Linked DNA regions of Mus musculus: regions 1 and 3 are each linked to region 2. A link is a contact called in public Hi-C data. All regions are on one chromosome and are shown on one strand. The core of a region is the stretch at or near the end of the contact, and the rest is flanking DNA. Distances in the headings are between cores, read along the strand shown.

What was found. A called contact is a pair of places that touch in the nucleus more often than the background predicts.
Region 1: a contact with region 2 is called in a Hi-C map of bone marrow-derived macrophages, with 3 times the contacts expected there. The contact joins two enhancer-like sites. A contact is called at or near these places in 2 of 484 Hi-C or Micro-C datasets (both in bone marrow-derived macrophages) and 1 of 9 other capture datasets (macrophages).
Region 3: a contact with region 2 is called in a Hi-C map of bone marrow-derived macrophages, with 17 read pairs. The contact joins two enhancer-like sites.

What each region holds. Positions count from the first base shown.
Region 1 is chr1:64,387,660-64,391,831 of GRCm38.p6, reverse strand. No RefSeq gene overlaps it. Among named protein-coding and RNA genes, the nearest start is that of Gm35803, 110 kb to the right of the region's middle. Within about 2 kb of position 1,436, at least 3 of the 459 cell types and tissues checked have an H3K27ac peak or open chromatin away from gene starts, as enhancers often do. A contact at or near this core is called in bone marrow-derived macrophages, where this site is marked.
Region 2 is chr1:64,033,538-64,038,335 of GRCm38.p6, reverse strand. It overlaps Klf7 (Kruppel-like factor 7 (ubiquitous)), which reads left to right. Exons shown (of 4, transcript NM_033563.2): 4 at 2,572-2,673. The coding sequence ends at 2,623. Among named protein-coding and RNA genes, the nearest start is that of Mir6899, 6.6 kb to the left of the region's middle. Within about 2 kb of position 2,250, at least 30 of the 459 cell types and tissues checked have an H3K27ac peak or open chromatin away from gene starts, as enhancers often do. A contact at or near this core is called in bone marrow-derived macrophages, where this site is marked.
Region 3 is chr1:64,364,543-64,368,806 of GRCm38.p6, reverse strand. No RefSeq gene overlaps it. Among named protein-coding and RNA genes, the nearest start is that of Gm35803, 87 kb to the right of the region's middle. Within about 2 kb of position 1,611, at least 3 of the 459 cell types and tissues checked have an H3K27ac peak or open chromatin away from gene starts, as enhancers often do. A contact at or near this core is called in bone marrow-derived macrophages, where this site is marked.

The DNA of each region.
Region 1 (4,172 bases), core at 187-2,686, 350 kb before region 2:
TTAAACCAAAAAAAGATGCACAAGACACAAGAGAGAGGAGCAAAGCTGCGCATGTTCCGCGTGGGGCTGAGGTGCAGATGTAAGTATAAAATGCTCCACAAGAGATGTAATTGAGAAAATCTATCAAATGTCCTGACAGCTGCTCCGGCATTTCCAGAAGCGATAAAACTGGAATTTATTTCACTCCTAGAAAAAGGGGCAGTATCACCTTCTGGCGGCTTTAATGAAATGCCATAAAATTCGAGGAAAAACTGTGTTGTTAAGTCATAAAAAGGCAGTCGGAAGTGGATTGCTAGAGATGCTGCAGGAGGGGTTGGTGTATCTGAAAAGTGACCATTGGGGACTGGGGCCTTTTATGGAGGTCACTAGCGATGCCTGTGGGTTTCTGATCCTGTGGTGCCTCTTGTTCATCTACTCACCTGTATAGTGTGGCACATGACTTCCTGGATCCCTGACTCTTCACAAGCCATACCCAGATCTAGGAGCCCCCAGCACCCCTTATTATGTGTGTGAATGTGTGAAACTGCATACACATTGACAGATACTTAGTCTTGGATGTTTTGCAAAATGCAAGTGTCAGCAATTGCACTCATTGATTTTCCAGTTGATTTCTGTTTGTTGGTGGTTTTTGTTGTGGCTGTTGATTTTTGAGATTGTGATTTAATTACAATGTTTATTCCTTCCCTTATGCCTCTAAGTCCTCCCATATACCCCTCTCCAGTCTCCTTCAAGTTCATAGCCTCTTTTTTCATTGTTGTTGGATATTTGTACATATATGCACATACATTCCTAGATATAACCTGTTGATTCCATATAATAATGTTTGTATATATGTTTTAGGGCAGATCATTTGGCATTGGATAACCACTTGGTGTGTTCTTCCATGGGAAGGACCATCTCTCTTGCTCCACAGATTTACTCAGTAGCCTGTGGTTCTCTGTGTAGGGTTGAGTCCTTGAGGGCTTTTCTCCATTCATTTTGGCCTGCTTTTCAGTGCATCTTTGGTTTAGCTCATGTTCGGGCAGTCACATTGGTGAGATTTTATGGGTGTAGGTGGTAGGGAATTCAGTCTCACCATTTCCTGAGCCTCTGGCTCTTACACCCCCTTACCACTTCTGCAATGTTCCCCGAGTCTTCAGAGCATTTTGTAGACTTTGGAGGAGCTCTTCTGCAATTTCTAGGAGTGGCCTGCATTTCCTTCTCTCCCAGGGAGAATTAATATGGTAAATAGGGATAGAATAGCCAACAGCTCACTATTCCTACCTTTAGGCCTGTGGGAAGCTCCTCTGGCTATGGGTTCTAGGGGCAGTAGCTGGAGCAGTCACACCCAATACAATCTTCTTCTACATTACATTCTGATTTCTTAGAGTCTGCCACCCTCTTAACCTCCACCCAGTTCCTTCTGGCCTTGGTTCTGCTTTTTGATACTTTTTGATGTGTCGTCGGCTCTTCCCTTGATGATGAGCACCCATGAGCACCACAACCATGTTGTAGTTTGAATCTTATCTTCTAGAGGCTGGGTCTCAAGACATTAGTCCCTAGTTCACAGGTGTTATTTTTGAGAGGTTGTAGAAACATGGGAACTGGGGTATAGCTGAAGGAAGTAGGTAACTAGGGCAGGTTCTTGGGGTATATAATCCTGTTATTCGTCGCGTTCTCACGACCGGCCAGGAAGAACACAACAACCAGAATCTTCTACGGCAAAGCTTTATTGCTTACATCTTTTTGGGGCCAGAGTGTAAGAAGCAAGAGAGAGAGAAAAACGAAACCCCTTCTATTTAAAAGAGAACAACAATTGCCTAGGACGCATCACTCCCTGATTGGCTGCAGCCCATGGCCGAGCTGACGTTCACGGGAAAAACAGAGTACAAGTAGTCGTAAATACCCTTGGCTCATGCGCAAATTATTTGTTTACCAACTTAGAACACAGGATGTCAGCGCCATCTTGTGACGGCGAATGTGGGGGCGGCTTCCCACAGTTCCCCCTTTTTCTTTTAATAAGAGCAAATAGGCCACCCATATTAATGAGAGTGGAGATAGAGGTCAAATCCCCAGTGTGTAGGTAAAGGAGCCATGTACAGGATTAGCTCTTAGGCTTACAGGCTTTTACCCAGAGCAACCCTGACCTGCTCCCGTGTCGTTTTGCCTGGGGGAAGGGAACTAGGACACTGAACCTTCATGAAAGATGACATGTCTCCCTAGAATAGGCTCATATATGCCGCAGAGCCTTTCCATTGCAGTGCTTAGCCTTGCAACTCTCTCGGGCTGCTGAAGCACACTCACTCTATCTCGTGCAATGAGACTAGCCTCGTGAGATATAAGAGCTGAGTGGCCAGCGACCTATTGCCTAAGCATAGATATATCAGGGGAAGCTCCATGTTCTAGTCCTGCAAGCGCCTGGGCAATAACCACCTTGTCTCTCTTAGTTTAGGCCTTAAGCTTACAGACCAATCAAAGAAGCAACACTAATCCACAGCAAAGTGTATCTCCAAATAATATTAATCCCACCCATTTTTTTAAAGAAAGAAAATGCTGAGGAGATCCAATTGGGTAATCCTTTGGTCAGCGACAGGTCCAAGCGCGTGGAGTTGACCTGAAGTCTCAATTCCCGAAGGATCTGTTTAAATTCAGCCATCCAATTCTGTAACATATACTGAAAAAGACTTTTTGACAAATTAGCTGCCCTAGTAAATTTAACATACTGAATGGAAATAACACACAATCCCGGAAACTTTTGTTCACATCCCTGCTGAGTTATTTGTCATAATACATCTAGTTGTATCTGGACAAGATCTATGAGTTGATTAACCAGCATGAGACCTCTCTGTATCTTGACATTAGCTGAGGCCTGTTCATCTATGACTGTAGTCACTGAGGCTGACAAAGTGTTAATGGTGTCAGTCATCTGGACCTGTCCAGACAGAGCCAAGGCTGTCTGAATTAAGGCCAAACCCAGTTCCTAGTTAGTGGTAAAAAAGCAGGAGAATACTTGAGCATTATACATCACCGTCATTGGGAGTGGAAATGTCGACATTATCCCCCAACGCTGCTCTCTCTTTATTATTGACGCCCTGGACATCACCAAGACGAGGGACATTAGTATTCCCTTGGTCAGTCTGGATTTTTCGGGTGAGTCTTTCCGGTACCCAAAATGGGTTGTCTTCATTCTGTGGGAAAACACAGATAGCTCCCCTGGATCTTATCAAGATAGGATCCGGGCCATACCATTTATTATCAAGGACATTTTTCCATTTAACCATCTCATTGGGCCTATCTGGCTCTGAACAATGACGTTCAGCCGCAGTATGGCCATGAGCATCAATATTTAAAAAATTGAGTGTAAAGAGTGCCAAAGACACCGACACTCTTGGTGCTCGGGGTACAGTCTCCTCAAAAGTTCCCCTCTTCTGTTTTATAAGATAGGCTTTGAGGGTGCGATGCGCACGCTCAACAATACCCTGTCCTTGAGGGTTGTACGGAAGTCCAGTCAGGTGGGTTACGTCCATCTGACGGCAGAACTGCTGAAATTTTTGAGACGTGTAAGCTGGTCCATTATCAGTCTTAAGGAGTCTGGGTTTCCCCCAAGCACTCCATGCCTCAAGACAATGTTGAATCACATGTGAGGCTTTTACTCCGGTTAACGGAGAAGCAAACATGATGCCAGAACATGTGTCAATGGACACATGGAGATATTGAAATTTTCCAAAGGAAGAAACATGTGTAACATCCATTTGCCAGACCTGTAGAGGTCGAATACCGCGTGGGTTAATTCCCACATGAGGAACTGGCAAGAACTCACAGCAGCTTTGACATTGAGTAACAATGTCACGGGCTTCTTTTCTTGTCAAGGAGAAACGACTGCGTAATGTTTCAGCCGTCACATGAAAATTATTATGAAAATTTCTTGCAGCCTCTACCGGGGATGATAGGGCAGCAGCCACCACTTTAGTGGCCTTATCTGCCAAATCATTTCCCAGAGCCATGGGGCCAGGTAGGCCTGAATGGGCTCTAACATGAGTAATATAAACAGGAGATCTTCTAGATAACAAAACTAATTGTATCTGCTGAAAAATATTGGCAACTCTACTGGAAGGCTTAATCACTCCAGCCACTTCTAAAAGATTTACTGCATTAACCACATAATAGGAATCTGACACAATATTAAGGGGTTT
Region 2 (4,798 bases), core at 1,001-3,500:
GCCTTTTTCCGGGATCTAGGGTAGTGGGTCTCAACCTTCCTAGTGCTGCAACCCTTTAATACAGTTTCTCACGCTGTGATGACCCCCAAGCGTAAAATTATTTTCGTCCTACTTTATAGTTTTTTTTGGTATAGTTATGAATCCTAATGTAAAATCTGTGTATACTGATGGCTATAGGTGACCCCTGAGAAAGGGTTGCAGCCCACAGGTTGAGAACTGCTGGGCCGGAGGCTGCCCACGTTCACTGCTGGAGACTCCCGGTCCTCCGCCATACCAGCTGCTCTGGCTCTTTCACCCGCCTCTGGCATTTTTAAGGATTCTACTTTGATGATGGAGGGTTGGAGTTTCCAGAAATGGTGTGGGCAGCCTCTAGATGCTAGAAAAGGCAAAAAAAAAAAGGGGGGGGGATGGAGGGAAGGGAAGAGAGCAAGACAGTGAGTCCCATGACAGTACAGAATTGTGCAAGTTCAAAGCTGAATATCCCGAAGACTGTTTAGCTATATCACTGTTTTATAATACCTTGAATCTGTTTCAGTTGTTTCATAGGGACAGTCCAGATAACAAGTTCACTCTAAATTAAGGGCCTAAAATAAGCTGCTGGGACTGGCACTGTTATTCGGGGGATCTTGTAGTAGATTGTTATGCTGTAAGTTTCCTGTTCTGTAAGTTTTCTGTTGTCTTTGTCTTTTTTTTTTCCTCTCCTCTCCTCTCCTCTCCTCTCCTCTCCTCTCCTCTCCTCTCCTCTCCTCTCCTCTCCTCTCCTCTCCTCTCCTCTCCTCCCCTCTCCTCTCTTTTTTTCTTTTCTTTTCTTTTCTTGTTGTTTGTTTTGTTTTTCGAGACAGGGTTTCTCTGTGTAGTCCTGGCTGTCCTGGAACTCACTCTGTAGACCAGGCTGGCCTCAAACTCAGAAATCTGCCTGCCCCTGCCTCCCAAGTGCGGGGATTAAAGGCGTACGCCACCACTGGCCCAGCCTTGTCTTTTTTTCTTATCATCTCCTGGGATACTGTTGTACACATGTACCTATTTAAGGAATGGGCATAAACAGAGGGTGTGGAGAGTATGGGGTCAGGGAACAGGGTGGATTTGTGATTTGTTTGTTTAAGAATGAGCAAACACAGGGAAGCCTTGCTTTGGACAGGAAACTCTGCAAGCCTGAATGGGTAGCTTGCTAATGTCCTAGCAAGGAATTTGAGTGGTGGAGCTATCTCAAGCTACAGCGATGCCTAGGAATGTTGTCATAGTCCAGGCAAGGGCTAGCTTAAGGAGAGAGCACACAGCCAGACCATGCATGGCTGTTGCTTTACATGCATCACAGCAGGTACTTCCGCCAGACCCTGATATTGCAAACTGTTAGAGCACGGAAATGCCCACACTGTTATTGGTAAGATGCAGAAACCTGCCTTAGACTGATGTCAGTGTAAACGGCTACTTATTAACAAGCTTAGATTATTAGCTCGAATAACTATTAGAAATGGAATTCAGTTTGTCTTTAAGGTTGGCTAAATCCAAGTTCCCAGATACCATCCAGATTCTTTTCTCTGCTCACTTCCTTCTCCAGCGGCAGTATGGGCACACTAGCAGCTCAAAGCTCATCTCCTAGCAATTTAGCATTCCCAGTGGAAGGAGCATGTCTCTCTTCCAGTAATTTCAGTAGCTATAGAACCACCTTTCCTTTGGCCTCTGTGTGTCATGTGACTGTTGCTTAGCAATCACTGCCGCCATGGCTTTCACTTTAGAAGGAAGGTCAGCTTTATACTAGTGAGAACATAAAAGGGTTTCTACCCAAGAGACTCTCATATGTCTACCATCAGAGTAAAGAGGAAGGAAGATGACCATAGCATCTGCCAAGGAAGGTGCTCGATTATGGAACTTAAGCCCCAAGTGTTAGTCCAAGAGCCTCAGCCCCAGTCTTTATTCCATGACTCTCCACCTATGTATCCTCCCCTTAGTTCTTTAACACATACTGAATCAGACAGACAGACAGACAGATGCACACACACACACTGACTGACTCATCATGGAGATGTCCCCAGGATAGTGTTGGGGCTATCTGTGAACACCACTCTGTTCTTTGTCTTGGTGTGAATATATTATGCCTGTGTGGACCTGGAATTATAGGCAATACACTCCTAGGCTTTCATGGTAAAGCCCGAGACAGCAAAGTGGGTGTTGAAACATCAGTGTTCTACTAACTGGTGACATAGGCCAGTTATTCATTATTGTATATACAGTGCATGAGCATGTCATGTGTTTAGAGAGCACTTCCACATTTTGTTCCTTCTTAGATAAGTATAGTTATAATCATAACAGTCCCCGTGTAGTGACATCTTACTCTGTGCGATGTGATATTATGATACTTCTCTTGCCTAATCCTTAAATAAACGTAAGAGACAGTGTCCCCATCAGCCACGCTGCTACTGGAAGAGCTAGGGTCTGAATTAAAGCAGTCTGACCCGAGCTGACTCCTCCAGCACACTTCCTCGTCTCTCCATAACTCACAAGTGCTGTCTCTCTTTAAAACTGAGAAAAGTAGCTGGACCTCTCTGACATGCTTGTTGTTTGTCGTTCTAGGTGTTTCTCCAGGTCTGACCATCTTGCGCTCCATATGAAGAGACATATCTAAACAAAACAAAACAAGACAAAATAAAAACAAACAAAAGTAAAAAAAAAAAAAACAACAAGAACAAAACACCGCAAAGGCCAGAGTTGCCATGGCAGCAGCCAATGTCCGAAGGAAATGCAGTGAGGCAGAGGGCTGGACTTCAGGCGGGGAGAACTGCCTCGCAGAAGAAAGTTCTCGCTTACAAACCTCTGTGTGCATACATGTACACGCACACGTACACACACCCTCTCACACACAGACCCACACACAGATCCACTCTCATGCACTCAACTATATTTAAAGTATATACGTCTATTTCTTATGCCTTGCCCTAGCCAGATGATAGAAGACAAGGAAGAAGGAAGCCAGGTGAACTCGGCAAGGCACTGGCTGCTGACCCCAGCGCTACTGGATCACTTCCCAATGTTGCCAATGGAAAACAAAGCAAACGGATGTCTGTCTCCATGGTGGCCGCAGTCCAAGAGGCTTACATAACTTCTCAGTGCAACGTGATAAGAGAATCCAACATCTTATGGTTGCATATGTGTAGCACTAATGTTTCTTTTTAAATAGTTGGGGGAGATTGACCTAGAAAACCAAATTGCAGTTTGGTAGCCAAACTTAACTCCTGGGTTATTTGTCCTTTGTGTGTGAAAAGTCCTACTATTCCGTACGTCAGACTTCCTCACAGAACTGTCGGTTGGTTTTGGTTCTTCTTAGGACCAGTGAGATCTTTTGAATTGCTACCAACGGCCTTAGCGGCAGCAGACTGTGGATTTACACCTTACACCTTTCTGGCCTGCATCTCTCTAGACTTTACTCTCGAGGGAGGAGTTTTCTTTTCTTACTTTTTTTGACTCTCGCACATCATATGCACTAGGGATTCTGAAAACTTCTAGCATGACTGCAAAGTGGCCAAGAGAATAAAAGTCCTTGATGATAAATCACAGTATACCCCTTGAGCCTCACCTTCTTGCCAGTGCTAGATTTTTTCTTTTTAAATCTCTCTGATTTTTTGCTAATGAAAACTTGAAAAAAAAAAAAAAGCTTATTTGGAAGCTTAAATGTTTTATCTTTTCTCCGTGGACTAAACCTCTCCAGGACTCTCTCGGCACCTGGATGTCTAGCTCTCGAAGCAGCCAATCAGATGGGACATCAGAGTTCTCTCATCCCTCCTTAAGGCGTGATGACCTCAGCTCACAGTGAGCGGCTACTCTACTGTCCTTGCTACCCTATAACTACTTACAGCATAGATCTCGCTAGTCTCAAAGGGCAGCTGCGTATTTAATCTAACTCTGGGTTATGACCTGACAAAAAAGCCAAAAATCTCACTCTTTCCAGGAGTGGGGGAGTCCGCGGATGCCTCCCAAATCTAGAGGCTTCACAAAACATCATCCCATCCCTTCCCTCACTCACCCTCTGAGATCATGGTACCCACTTGTTAAATGCATACTTCAAAATGCCATTGTGGGAATGAAGGTTGTCCATTAAGGAAAGGGTGAATGTGTCACTCTTATGATGTCTCTACGGGTGTTGGTGGGGGGGCGCTTTCTTTAGGGGGTACTGGTTCTTTTTGGCTAGACCCACCATGGCTTGTGACCTAGAGCACCCAAGATCAACAGAGGCCTCATATTTACCCTGAAAGCTGATTCCAAGGGATTTATATTGCTCACTTGCATATCACACACACACATCCAATGTTGGTTTCTATCTTCCCGAATTCTTAGCTAGCTGGCACTGGCCTAAACTCCAAAGACTGCCTTTAGGACCATTAACTGGCCTATGCAAGCAAGCGGGGTGGGTATTAAGGCAGATTGTATATTTTGTATATTCTGGGACCATCCCTTCAAGACGCGTCTAACAAACAAAAGTGGCGTTTGGTCCGTACAAGGTTGCTGCACCCTCATACCAGCTGGCTCCCTCCTGCCCTCCTCTGACTGTTTTATCCACTGACTGTTAAAATGCCGCCCATACATATTTGGGATGCAAAACTGAAGTCTTTTAAAAGAAATAATAATAATAATATAAGCAACACAAACACATATGACAGCAACCTTCAAGATCCTTGGCACTTGGGTTCTCAGCTTTCTACGGCTTTGGTTTTACTGAAATGTTGAATCTACTTGTCTGAGGGTAAAGGGACCGCTTTGTCACAAATGCTATAGCTTCCAGTTGGACAGTTGGGGCATTTCGAGG
Region 3 (4,264 bases), core at 362-2,861, 330 kb before region 2:
TTTGCTCCCCAAATTGTTATCATGGCTAAACAAGTGCCATATGACAAATGGTTCCACAAGCCGTCATCAACCTGTCTCAAAATGGCCTTCTGCTTTTTATTTTTCTAATTTAATTTTATTTGTAATTCATTTTTTACATTCCATATTCCATTCCCTGCCCCTCCCCACCCACCCTCTGACTGTTCCACATCCCACGCCTCTTCTGCACCCTACCCCACCTGACTTCTAAACTCCCTCAGGCCTCTAGTCTCTTGAGGGTCAAAATGGCCTTTTTTATTATTAACATATTTAATGTGCTTACCAGTAGTGTTTGGTGATATTTCCATATGTATATATAGCCTTATTATAGCCACTGTCTTGTAAGTTCTGTGAGAGCAAGACTGAGCCTGTCCTGTTTGTTCTTAGCATTTAATATGGAGAGGTGACATGGCCGTGACAGGGAGTCATTCTGTTGTGCAGTTTTGCTTATTGTTGTCTTTAACTTAGGTTAAAGGTGAGTGTTGTTCACTTGGTCTCTGCATCTGCTTCTGGCCATTGTTCTACATTTCCCTCGCTAGGTAAAATGTCTTTCTGGAAGATGTCCTTTGGAAGACATTTCAAAAAACAACATAGCAATTGAAATTGTTGTATTCTCTGGGGAGGGAGGAAGGTTAAGCAAAAGGCTCATTATGTATCCCAAAGTGGCCTTGAACATGGGGTGAGCCCCCTGCCTCTACTCCCCCAGTGTTAGGATAACAGGCACATTCAAGACTCTGGTTCCCATGAACTGTTCAGGGGACAGAAAAATCTGAATGTAGATGGAGTCATTTATTTTCTTCCCGAGAAACAATCACAGATGATCTGAGGCTGAGGAGGCTGACAGAGCAGAATCCTAAAGTATGTGTTTATGTGTGCACTCACATGAGTGTGTCGTCTGCAAGTCTGGATGCACTGCTTTGGTACCCTAGGATAGGTTAGAGCCGCTAGAATTGATGACTGTGACATCTGACGAAGCCCTTGCTGAGCTCGGCTTTCTCTGCCAGAGAATGACCTATGTGTGTCATAATGGCACATCTCAGAAAGAGGAAAGTAGTAAATCCTAGAGCGCTGCCCCCAGAAGTCTGTGCACTACTAGCCCAGATCTTATTTGACTGTAAAGATTTCTCAATCTCGTTGGATGTGGCTGTATGCATGCATTTATGTGATTGGCATTGGACAAAACTGACTTAGAAGAATGTAGCTTAGATCAAGCAAGTAAAATTGCAGAATATGAAAGGGGTAGCCCAGGAGAGGCAGCTACAGCAGGTTGCAGAGATCTGGAATTATTTTGCATTTAGGAAAAAAATCTTTTTTGCATAGCATATCCTGTTTTTTATTCCGCCTCCCCGCATCTCCCATTGAGATTGCTTTGGAGGGAAGCTACACACAAACTTTGCTGGCTCCTTTTTGTCTATCTAGACTAAAAGATAATTGTAGAAATGTTCTCCTATTATTGCTTAACATAGTGCAATACCCAGGGCCTGGAGCAGCCATGGCTCCCTTTGTCTGACAAACAGGTAATGCGTTTAAATAAAGGCCTAGTGGGTTTCTGCCAGGATGCAGGCAGACTCAGTAGCTAAGGGAGTATGAAGGATGTTTCTTTCACTTCCTCCCTGGACTTTAACACTGGCCAAATAGTCAAATGCAGAGGCTTGCAAGCACTGAACAAGATGGCTGGCAGATAAATTACAAAACAAATGGAGAGATCATTTGCATTTCTTCTTGGAAGCTAATCAGGCAGTGAGGACCTGTCTTGCTACTCTGACAAGAACTTCAGTGATTGTTCAGTCCCTTCAACGGCATCTTCTCTTCTCAGTCATCCATTTGTGGGTTTAGCTTGTATCTTGTGTCTTTAAATAAAACAGCTGACTTGCCTTGCCTGTGACCTCTGGGAATAATTTAATTCTTGCAGTGGGAACTAAGTATCCACACAGCAGCAAATGAAAATTCCTCTCTGACCCCCAAACCCCAGACATGTGGGCTCCTCGGTGCTCTCCTTGGCCTGGAGACTGGGGAGTATCCATGCATTGTCTATTTAATATTCCAAACCATCTTAGAGGTCAAAGCTGTAAATCTCAACAAGATATGGATGTCAAACCTTTGTACAACGAAGGAGGTAGGCGAATTTTTATAAGTGGAGGTATACTGTAACACAGAGAGACAGGGTCATTTAGTGATCTATCCAGTCTGCAGTTTTATGATGGAGCAGGAAGTCTGAAAGGGAAAGAAATTAACATTAATTCAATGCTCAATTAATGCCAGGCCACTTGGAGTGAATTAACATATCCAATTCTCACAACAAAGTTGCTATCCATCTATTTTACAGATGAGGAAGGTGAGAATTAGAGAGATTTAATAATGTGCTTAAATTCACACACATGAGGAGAGACAGAAGCGCAACACAGGCGCCTGTCAAGCAGCATCCAGGGCACATAATACCAACAAACTCAGGAAGAAAGCCCACCTACTCGTTTACTGTGGGCTGTGGCGATACTTTGCAGGTTAGTACAGTAGTATTTTTTTTTTCTCTTGCTCCTTTGCCTGCCCTTTTGATTACCTCTCAGGCGCTTCAGTGAAGTCTCCCTCAGGTCTTCAGGCCTTGCTTCCCTGTGAGGCAGAAGTGGCAGCAGCAGGGAGGCTTTGCCAGAGCCTCAGGAAGGTGAGCTGCTGAGTGGGGGTGGGGTGAGTTTTCACCAACCCTTATTCTCCTCCCACCCAGAATCAGTTTGTATCTTTATATTAAGTCATCAATTATGTGTATATATGGTGGCCTCTCCTTGACCACTCCATGAGTATTACCTATCTGTGCAATGCAGTGTTAGGTGCTGAATTATGATGCCTTCAAAGTGGACACATTAGAGACATAATCTCTAGCTCAGAATGGGCTGTTTTGGGGACAGGGCTTTCGTGGGGGGGGGGGGATGGTAACCAAGGTTAAATGAGTCCATAACGGGTGACTTTAATATAACATGTCTGATGTCCTTTATTGAGAGAAGAGGTATTAGGTCATGAATGTGAGCACACAGAGAAAAGATCATGGAAGACACAGCAAGAAGATGTCATCTACGTGCGCCATAAGACCTTAGAAAAAACTAAGCACCGCACCTTCTGTCTTGGTGTGTTAAACTCTAGAACTGCTATAAAATACACCACTGTGATTAGAACGCCCACTCTGGTATTCTATTTGGAAAGTCACTATGTATGGGAAGACTTGAGTGCAGGGTTCTCAACCTGTGGGACGTGACCCTCTTGGAGTCCACATTCACAGTGGTTGAGTATCAGATGTCCTGCATATCAGATATTTACATTACAATTCAAAACAGTAGCATCATTACAGTTTAAAGTAGCAACAAAATAATTTTATGGTTGGGTGTCACTACAACGTGAGGAACTGTATTAAAAAGGGTTGGAGTATTAGGAAAGTTGTAAACCACTGTTTTAGTGTGTGAGACTCCACAAGCAACTTCGCTATCTAGTTACAGAGATGAATAAGGCCCATGTCTATCTCTGTCCCCTGTAGACTACAGCTTGCATGTGTAGCACTCACTATAAGATTAGAACTTCGAGAACTTTGTTTTTCAGGGCTCCAAACACCTCCTAATAAGAAAGTAGATAATACACTAAGTACCACTATTAGCTTTACCCAAGTAGGCTGGATCATCAGACGTTGACAAGGCCTATTGATAGTGTTTTGCTGGGGCAATCATAGATCCAACTTTGTATGGATTCTGTAATTTATTTCCATTATGAATATATTTGGCATTGATATGAAGCTTTCAAGGCTAGGAGTGCTGTGGTCTCAGGGTTAGTTCTTACTAACCATTCTTTCGTCTAGTGTGGCTTTATTTCAGGCATTGCCTGAGTTCTGCACAGTGTGTTGTGTCAGCATCAGAAATGCTATTGAATGATAATAATAAGAACGATTCCATATAGAACAAGATGGAATTAAGTTCCAATTCTGTTCCACTTGTTACTTGGCCTCGATGACTCAGGCTGCCATCTTGAAGATGATTTTGATAAGTACCTTATCATCTCTGAAGACTGGACGCAATCAGGCTTAAAAGGGATTTAAATCCTTGAATAAATGTGTTTCCAATGCAAATCACTACTTATATTTCTCTACTTCTCATAGGTTCATATCTTTAATGGGAAGAAAAACTTTCATATATATTGACAGACTACAAATGAAAAAGTAAACATGTTAAACCAGAAAGCTGGGGAGAGCCAGGCATGGTGGTGCACACCT